2 separate regions of the Pan troglodytes genome follow, and region 1 is linked to region 2. A link is a contact called in public Hi-C data. All regions are on one chromosome and are shown on one strand. The core of a region is the stretch at or near the end of the contact, and the rest is flanking DNA. Distances in the headings are between cores, read along the strand shown. Region 1 holds the start of LINC02694 (long intergenic non-protein coding RNA 2694). Region 2 has its middle 41 kb from the start of RASGRP1.

The links. Hi-C and Micro-C count contacts between places; a contact is called where the count stands out from the background.
Region 1: a contact with region 2 is called in a Hi-C map of induced pluripotent stem cells, with 2.2 times the contacts expected there. The contact joins the promoter of LINC02694 here to the enhancer-like site in region 2. A contact is called at or near these places in 2 of 7 Hi-C or Micro-C datasets (both in induced pluripotent stem cells).

The regions. Positions count from the first base shown.
Region 1 is chr16:30,637,245-30,641,991 of NHGRI_mPanTro3-v2.0_pri, forward strand. LINC02694 (long intergenic non-protein coding RNA 2694) reads left to right here and starts at 3,013. Exons shown (of 5, transcript XM_003314602.4): 1 at 3,013-3,132. The coding sequence starts at 3,013.
Region 2 is chr16:30,554,179-30,559,025 of NHGRI_mPanTro3-v2.0_pri, forward strand. No RefSeq gene overlaps it. Among named protein-coding and RNA genes, the nearest start is that of RASGRP1, 41 kb to the left of the region's middle. Within about 2 kb of position 2,248, at least 5 of the 24 cell types and tissues checked have an H3K27ac peak or open chromatin away from gene starts, as enhancers often do. A contact at or near this core is called in induced pluripotent stem cells, where this site is marked.

The DNA.
Region 1 (4,747 bases), core at 1,763-4,262, 84 kb after region 2:
GGATGAGTTACTCCTCACTGAATCTCTCCGTTGCAGGTGTAAATAAACTCTTTTTTTTTTTTTTGTCTTGCTCATCTGTCTTTTGTCAGTTCAATTTGCAGACCCCACAGGCTGAACGTGAGAGAGGAGAGGAGAAGTTTTTTCCTTCCCTACAACATACAAATTCCTTTACTACCCAACTGCTGCTCACCAAGTGCCCTATACTCCACCGTACACATTCATCTAGAGCTCTTAATCAAACACATGTGTTCATACTTCTGTCTGAGCTGTTTCCTTTGCCTGAGATGCCCTAATCTTCTTTGTTTGCTCTGGAGCCAGACATTGGGTTTATACCTCCCTTTCCCCACCATGACTTGTTCCCTTGAAAGCTGAATGAACTCACTCAAGTTACTTAGCTTATCTGAGCTTCTCTTCCCTCATTTCTAAGTTGGGAATAATAATAATTCCCAGTGGCACAGCTGGAGTTCTGGGAGGGGAAGAACAGGGAGCCCACCTGTTATCCCAGACATGATGGTTGTGAAGAATGAGAGGACATTCGAGGAAGCAGTGGGAAAGCTGGTTCTGTTCAACCTCCGTTTGAAACATTAGCAGTCAGAGCGAGAGATAATAGAGCAAAAGGTCAAAAGACAGTGCCTTTTTTAATGTGGTCACTCTCCTTGATAGCAGAGCCTGCCAATGCTTCTGATGTAATTGCCACACCAGCTGATACGAGGATTTAAGGAAAGGGAGTTCACACAGCACTTGGCGCAGGGCTTGATACGCAGAGCTCAGTAAGCGTTAGTTATGACTATTTTTTTTTTATTAACTCACTCTTTTACCAGTGTTCCCATGTGCTTTATGAATAACTTACCATGGCACTTATTTGCTTGGGAAGTTGTGTAGCCTCTTTGCACTGCAGTTTCCTCATCTGTGAGATGGGAATGCTAGCAGCACTGCTGTCTGGGGGTATCGTGAAGATGACTTGAGATGATGCATAAAGCCCTCTCAACAGGAAGCACCCAGAAGGCATCAGCCGTTACAGTTGCTTGGTGGGAGGGAGCTGAGCAACACCATAAGCATAGCTGGGCCTAATGCATGTTAGGTAATTCCAAGTACATTTGGGAAGGACAAATATGTCAAGACCTAGTCTAGTGAGGATCAGGAGAACTGCAGCTAGTGCTGTGGGGTGTCCACTGTGGGGAGGTGGGCAGAGTTGTATGGGTGCCCTAAGCTGTAGGTCTTCTGTGCCTTACTTACCTCCTGGGTTTGACTGGAAGACTTTTAGAGAAAACACTGAAACCACCTTTGCAAAAAATTATAACAGTAAGAAAATTAAGACAGTGAAAGAGATCTGACTTACCTGCCTCCATCTTGCATGTAACCTCCAAGCTGTCTTTGTTCATTCCTCGGCATAGGCTGAGCTGACGTTGGGAGGAACCTAGTTTATAGTTTAACTTTGAAACAAAGATGATAACAGCCCTTTGCTGAAATGAACCCTCTTCTTGCCGGGGGGACCAGAATGTCTTTGTAGGCCTAACAAATTAGCCACAAGATTAGAAATTATGGTGTAGGAGTCATGCAGCTAGCTAGAGGCCACAAGATTCTAAACCTTCTCAATTGCTCCTACGGATAACATCACTATTGTAAAACCTCAGATTGGTGCTCAAGATAGTTTTCAGACCCTGCACTGGATGGATCAGCTGGCACTACTCAGATCAACACACTGGCTCATCTGGTCTTGTGGCCCCCACCCAGGAAATGACTCAGCACAAGAGGACAGCTTTGACTCCCTGTGATTTCATCTCAGACCCAACCAGTCAGCTCTCCCTACTACTTGGCCCCCTACCCACCAAATTATCCTTAAAAAACCCCAGCCTCTAAATTTTGGGGGTGACTGTTTTGAGTAATAATAAAACTCTGGTATCCCATTGAGCCAGCTCTGCATGAATTAAACTGTTTCTCTCTTGCAGTTCCTCTGTCTTGATAAATCAGCCTGTCTGGGCAGTGGGCAAAATGAACCCCCAACAGGAGGATTTCAAATGTAAAGGTAAGGAAAACTATTACATGTCCCTGTGTTCTGGCAGCAGGTATGAGGCTGTGCCAGCCCTCCCTCTTGCCTGTGGATGGGACACTGTGAGCTATTCCAAAGAAGAATAAAGATGTGATCATTGCATTCAACTGAACCCCTTCGATGACCTGTGATTAGTCTGGGTAACATGTACTGCTCAGAAAGAAAGAGATATTGGAGATTTGTGTTTTCATCTGTCTAATTCAAAACATGCATGTGGATGAAGGGGACAAGCTCTGTCCTGGGGAGGGACAATGTACTCCTCTACCAAAGTAATTTTGTATTCTCAGTCCCCATTGGTGGCTCACACCCTCCCCACAAGTCTGACTTTGGATTTTCCCCTTTTTGGCCTACTTCCTTCTGGAGGCAACTCTGGGTGAAAGAAACCTCAAGGGGCAGGTGGTAGGAAGTCAGGCCAGGCTATTAGACTGGGGAAGGGAGAGAATATGGAGGCCAAGTCTTCCTGCTAATAGGAGATGAGGCTTTAGAAGCCACGAAAGACATAAGACTAACCAATGCTACCTGGCAATCCATTTCTATCAGCTCCAATCCTGGCTGCCTTTCAGCATTCACAGTCCAGTGCAGAGGAGGGTCTTTGAAGGTATAGGGATCAGAAAGAATTTCCTCCTTAGGTAAGATAAACTTTAATTTCTTTCTCTCTTCTCAGTAGGATTAACCTGATCTTCAAGGGAGAAAGCCAAGAGCCAGGGCAACCTTAGGTCAGGGGCTGGGGCCTTCTAAATGCAAGGGGATGTGCCTGGGAGATGTGTTCATGCTGGTCCTAGCCCAAGGTGGGAAAGTACTGGAGCTCGGGGGGCGGTGGCGATATGGAATTGGGAGGTAGGAGGTACTGCCAAGGCAATAAAAGAGAAAGTGTTAGCAGTTCCTATTCTAGGAGCAGCTTACTCTACAGGGAGGCAAGAGTGCATACTTTTATAGAGCTTCAAAGGAAAGAATAGTCGGAGATGCAGGCTCAGGAAGTAGGGCAGAAAATCCAAAGTCGGTGGCCTTATGGTATTGTCTGGATGAGCATGTTTTGCACTTTGAAGCTTCACAGACCCAGTGTTAGGGGAAGCCGCTTCAAGGTGAGGATCTAAGCCTCTCCATCAGACAGCAACTTCAATACCCAGCAAAGCGTAAAAAGCAATATTTTACTCATGTGAATGTACACGTGAAACAAGAGGGGGGAAGTGTGCCTGAAAAAAATAGCAAGCATCAAGTAGATGTGTTCTAAAGTAAAGAATAGGAGACCAGTAATTGCAGACCAAAAAGCTTTTTCCTCTCCAGAGCCCGAACACTAATGCAGGCATTGTTCCTCCTTCAGAAACCCCTCTTAATAGAGCATTAGTACTTCAGAACATTTATACCTATTAGGATATGCTCATCACAGCTCTTGACAAAGCCTCTAAATTATACCTTTTATAATTCCGTTATTCTTTTTGTGCTGCGAAGTCTTATGCTGTGCGTTAATGCAAGGCAATTAGCTTTATCAGGAAGAAAAGAAAAACTGGCTTGACTTCTTGCAAATGCTGAAATTGCCAGATCACACACTCTGTTACTATCGCCCTTGAGCGCCACCTTCAGGCAGTTCTTTGGTACTGTTGTGGAAATTTCTAGCCTTCTCAAGGTTGCTTGTGAACTGAAAGGCACAGACAGACCCCTTTCCTTAAGCTGCCTGTTGGAATATGGTGATACAGATAAGTATAAGAACCTTCCAAAAGGCAGTTTTATTTCTGGTGGCTGATTTTTCACTGATTTGATTATTTTATAATGACTAAATGTTAGAAAGAGGCCTTTCTAACATTTAATTTGGGGGCCCTAAATGAAAAATTACTGGACTGAAAAACTGGTTTGACTCATTAGTCACTGAGGTTATTGACTAAATGAATAAATTTACTAGATGTTTTACTGAAACCCAAGATGATCCTGATTCTTAAATTTAGCTGTTAATTTCAACCACCTTCCAAATTTCAAACCTGGCCTTCTTCTCCAATTTTATATTTTTAAACCTGGCAATTAATTACTAGATGATGTTCTTCATTTTCATGTAGGGATTCTGATGAATAGGAAAAAAAGAAGAGAAAAAGTTTCATAACCTTAACAAACTACGTTTACTAGTTAAAAACCATCTAGAAACCCGCTGATCTGATTCAAATAACTCCACTTATCTGTTGGTCTCTACTCACTCTTAGCTTCTATTGGCTGCCTCAGAGTTGAACTTGGCTTGACTTTCAGCTCTCCTGCTTTCTGTATGATTATATCACATAGAATGTTCTCAGCTTCAAGTAATAAAAAATCCAACAAAAACTGGCCACATCAAACTATTAACTCACTTAACACAGAAAGTCCGGGCGAGAGCAGTTTCAGGGTTGGGTAATTCATCTGTTCAATAATATCTCTTTTTTTTTTTGAGATGGAGTCTTGCTCTGTTGCCCAGGCTGGAGTGCAGTGGCGTGATCTCAGCTCAGCTCACTGCAACCTCTGCCTCCCAGGTTCAAGCGATTCTCCTGCCTCAGCCTCCTGGCTAGCTGGGATTACAGGTGCCTGCTACCATGCATGGCTAATTTTTGTATTTTTTTTTTAGTAGAGATGGGGTTTCACCATGTTGGCTAGTCTGATCTTGAGTTCCTGACCTCAGGTGATCTGCCTGCCTCAGCCTCCAAAAGTGCTGGGATTACAGGCGTGAGCTCGGTCCAATAA
Region 2 (4,847 bases), core at 998-3,497:
AACATAAAGCAGTCTCAGCCAATCACTGTAGCAGAGCGTCAGTCAATTGCAGATGTAACCAATCAAGCTGTTTCTGTACCTTACTTGGGTCTTCTGTCTGTAAATGCTGCCTGCCCACTTTGTGAAGTGGAACTTTCTGAATGTCTTCTGGTTCTGAGGGCTGCCCGATTTACAAACCGTTCTGAGATGGTACCCCACGAATCTACATGACTGTGCTTTGCTAACTAGCCTTTACTGCCTTTGATTTGCCTGCCCCCAAGTTGCTGCCCCTAGAGAGTTGAAGTCCTTTTACTCTGTCTTGTCACTTCTCTAAAAATTTACTATTCCTTGTTGAAGATGCTCTATAAGCCGGAATTCAAAGCCACCTCTTTGAGAGCTACTCATCCCCTTGGTATCTCCCATGTACATAGGAAATGTATATGTTAATAGACTTCTGTTTGTTTTTTTCTTGTTATAGGGGTCCATTTCAACTAATAACCTATGGGAGTTGAAGAAAAAAATTATTCTTTCTCTATACCCAGCACCCAAGACTTTCTCAGGGAGTTCCCAGAAAAAAAAAGAAAAAAAAAAAAAGAATGGTCCTCCGCTTATCCTCACTTGTCCCAGAGATCAAAAATAAAAAGGGAGGCAGTGTTTAGAACTCCAGCTCTCCAATTATTAACTTGCCCCAATCTTTTCTTTCTTTTCTGTCTCTCTTTCTTACCCGGGCTGGAGTACAGTGGCTTGATAACAGCTCACCGCAGCCTCGAACTCCCAGGCTCAAGCATTCCTCCCAGCTCAGCCTCCTTAGTAGCTGGGATTACAGGTGCATGCCACCACATTCAGTTAATTTTTGTTGGTTTGTTTTTGATAGAGATGGAGTCTTTTGCTGTATTGCAAAGGCTGGTCTCGAATTTCTGGGTGCAAGCAGTGATTCTCCTGTCTCAGCCTTCCAATGTGCTGGGATTACAGGACTGAGCCACTCTACCCAGTCCTCATTTTCTTAGAAAATGAAAAACACTATGGGGAATGCCAGAGGGCAACCTGGTTTGTGCGTGTGTGTGTGTGTGTGTGTGTGTCGGGGGGGCATATGGGTGTGGGCGTGGGTGTGAGTGTTGACAAAGATTCCCTCCTGGGCCAAACTTTACTCATGATCCTCAGCCCTCTTCTGGATTACACTTTAGCCTTGTCTTGATACCACACCCAGTTTTAGTAAGAATACAGCTTAGTCAGTTTAGCCAGAATCCCTTCACCCTTGATATCTGATCACCTCTGACTGCTGATCAAATTCCTCATCCCCAGCCTTTGATGCGTAAGTCCTCGGCCTGCCCTCAGCAAGAATCCTGTGAAGTTGGGTTAGCAAGAATCTCTCTGCTCTTGCTGTCTCCTCTTAGTAATTTTCCATCCACTGATATCCTCCCCCTGCTCCTTGGCTATAAATCTCTACTTGTCCATTTATTTGGAGTTGAGCCTGATCTGTTTCCTCTATTGTAATATCTCTCAATTCAATGGCCTTGAATGAAGTCTTCCTTACCATTTTAACAAATGTCCAAATAATTCTTTTTAACTGTGTGGTTGTGTGTGCTTGTGTGCGTGCAAGAGGGAGGACCTTTTTCAGAGGGGTAATACCTCTCAGTGACGGGGACACAAGGACAAAGAGTCTGGCAGGAAAAAGTAAAGAAGCGCCAGTTCTCCTATTCACTATATTAGCTATATAGGGAATTTACCTTTCTCCTCCTCTGTTTTCTAATCTGTAAAATGGAGATAATCATACCTATTGCATAGCATTGTTATGTGAACTTACTAATGTCTATTAACATTAATTATATTTATATTATATATACACTAAAACATTTTAAAACTTCTGTACGTTTTACATGTTTGTTTTTGTTTGTTAAATTGCAATATTTATTATTCAGAAGTTTTATTATTAACCTTTGCGAAAAGTACCATCTTTAACCTAAGTAGAGTGATAAAAAAAATGGTACAAAGAACATTACAAGCAGCTAAGGGGGGAATCATCTGAGTAGGGTGCTTTTTTCTGCCTTGGGTTGTTAAAAACCTCAAGGAAGAATCCTTTACTTGGTAACATCTAGAAAGTTAATTTTGCTCTTTCTCAGAGCAAGAGAGAAAAGAGATGACTGAATGCTGAATTCCCAAGAGGTGACTCAACAGTGCTCAGCGTTAGCCGTATTGTCCTGACTAAAACAATGGAGCAGGTGGTCTGTGCTCCGGGACCCCAGTCCTCAGACTGCTGTTTTCCCTGGGAGGAACTGCAGAGTGCACTGTCTCCCAGGAAAATAACTGATGGAGACAATGAGGGCAGGGAAGGTGGGAACAGTGGAATGGCCCAGCTGACCCTCTGGAAGGCGTTAACTCACCTCTGCTCTGGAGAAACCCTCCTGGAATAAATGTGTTCCCTGTTCTTGAGAGAAGGCTGGGCCACTAAGGAAGCAGCTATCTGCAGCCTTGGGGCCAGAGGAAAGGCTCACCTATGCCCTCTAGGTCACATTGTCTTAACCTTCAGGATTGTTTCCTGGAAAAATTCTCTGATGGTAAAGAAGAAACCTGAGAGAGGAGAACCTGAGGAGAAGAAAAGTCTCTGGGAAGCCTAAGCCCTTTGGAATCACGTGTAGCAAGGAAGCACGTGTGTTTCCCCAAGTGAGTGTCGGGGAGAAAAAGTAATATATTTTCTTCACCCATCACAAGATTCATGGTTGAGACTCCTGTAACAAAAGACAGATTAATGATAGAAGAGCATGCACATTTATTTAATATGTGACACAGGAATCTTCAGAAATAAAGACTCAAAGAAACAGGGAGAGCTGCGTATTTTTATGCTTAGTTTTGACGAAGAGTAGACAGTCATGTAGAGGTGTGATCAGACAGAGGGGATGTGACCTAATGGTAACGAACTGGGGGAAACTCAGCAGGCCTGTTTGTTCTGATACTTCTTGGAGTCTCTGTGTCTTCCACTCCTTTTCCCCAGGTATAGGGAGGACCCCTCTGGAATGAGAATCTTATGACCTACTTCAGGGAGCATCAGCTAGATTTTATGGCCGGCTTCAGGGGAGAAGGGAGGCAGAAAGTGAGAGTGGCCTTCCTGCTTCTGCGGCTTCCTTGATTGCCAAGGTGCCATATTTTGGGATAGCGTGTCCTGAACTGCATGATCGGATACATGTGCAATAAATTGGCAGTTTGGTCCGATGAATTTAATATGGATGTAAACGTGTGCAGTCAAAGAGAGTCAAAAGTCAAATTCTTTCAGGGAAAGGAACATAAACTGGGGAGGTAGTTAGCTGTGGAGCCACAGCCACTGATAAGAAGGTGTAAAAAAGTAGTTTGATGAAGAAAGGGCTCACTCACTCTGTTTGTGCTGTGGATTTCATTTGGTTGGTTAATTAATCCTTGATAAAGGTTTTTCTAAGGCACATGCGTTCCTTTCCCTTCTCTTTTAATGCTGCCAGTCATTGTTCCTGGCAACCACAGGGTGACCAATTTTCCACTTTTTTTTTTTTTTTTTTTGAGATGGAGTCTTGCTCTGTCACCCAGGCTGGAGTGCAGTGGCATGATCTTGGTTCACTGCCACCTCCACCTCCCGGGTTCAAGTGATTCTCCTGCCTCAGCCTCTGGAGCAGCTGGGACTACAGGTGCGCCACGCCGTGCCACCACGCCCAGATAATTTTTGTATTTTTAGTAGAGACGGGGTTTCACCGTATTGGCCAGGCTGGTCTTGAACTCCTGACCTCGTGACCCACCCGCCTCCACCTCCCAAAGTTCTGGGATTACAGGCATGAGCCACCGCGCCCAGCCTCCACTTTCTATATCAGATGTTGATCTCCAGAAAGCCAAAGATTTATCCCTGAAGATTAGAGAAAGTTCTCTTAGTGGGGAAAGCTACAGATGAGGAACAGAAAAAAAAAATATCTTACTCCTCATGCCACTGACATAACCCTAGATAAACGAAAAGCTATGTAGGTGGAGAGAAAGAATGAAGTATGAAGGCCACCTGGAGTTTCTGTAGGCCATGGGGAGGGTAGAGGTAGAAACTCTATTTCTATATTAATCTGCTCTTCTAAAACCTGCTTCAGTTCTTTAAAGTTTCATCTCTCCTTATATGCTTTCTAATAGCTAACTGGATGTCCAGAAATTATACTTAGAATTAGTATTGCTTTTAGAAATTAGTTTGGGTTTAAGAAACTGGGAATTAGGCAAGGTAGAGTGAGGCATAATTCTTTAGCTAATTTACTCATGTCACCGAATAATTCTTTTTAACACAGTCTCAAATGTTTTCCAAAGAATATGCCTCTGTGTAATATTAATAAATAATGCATACAGAGTTTTATGCTCATATAAGTTTGAGGAATACAGAGCTAATATAAGTTATTTGGGTTTCTTTATGATACGATTACTCAGAGCCTTTAATAAACTAATGTGCATTGTAAATCAAGATGGGCTGCATGGTGAGCAGTGGGTCCCAAGCTTTTTCTTGGATTATCATGACACAATAGTGATTTAAGGGACACACTTTAAAAAACACGGATGATTTCTCAACCAGTTGATCTTGCTATTTGGAAGCTTCTTCCCACAGTTTATACCAGAAACACCTCACACAGAGGCATCATGGGGCAGGGGAAGGACACACGGGTCAGAAGACCTGGGTTCTAGTTGTACTTTCTTTTTACTAGCAGTGACAAGTAGTAGAAGGTGCTGAGCCTCAAGTTTATCATCTGTAAAATTGGATAATCATGGTCTTACTTTGCTTGCAGGGGAATAGTTGGGAATATCAAATGAGAAATGTGAAATAACACAGATGTAAGTTAGTGGTTGTTATGATAACATACAGCATAACTGAGGGTGAGAAATTC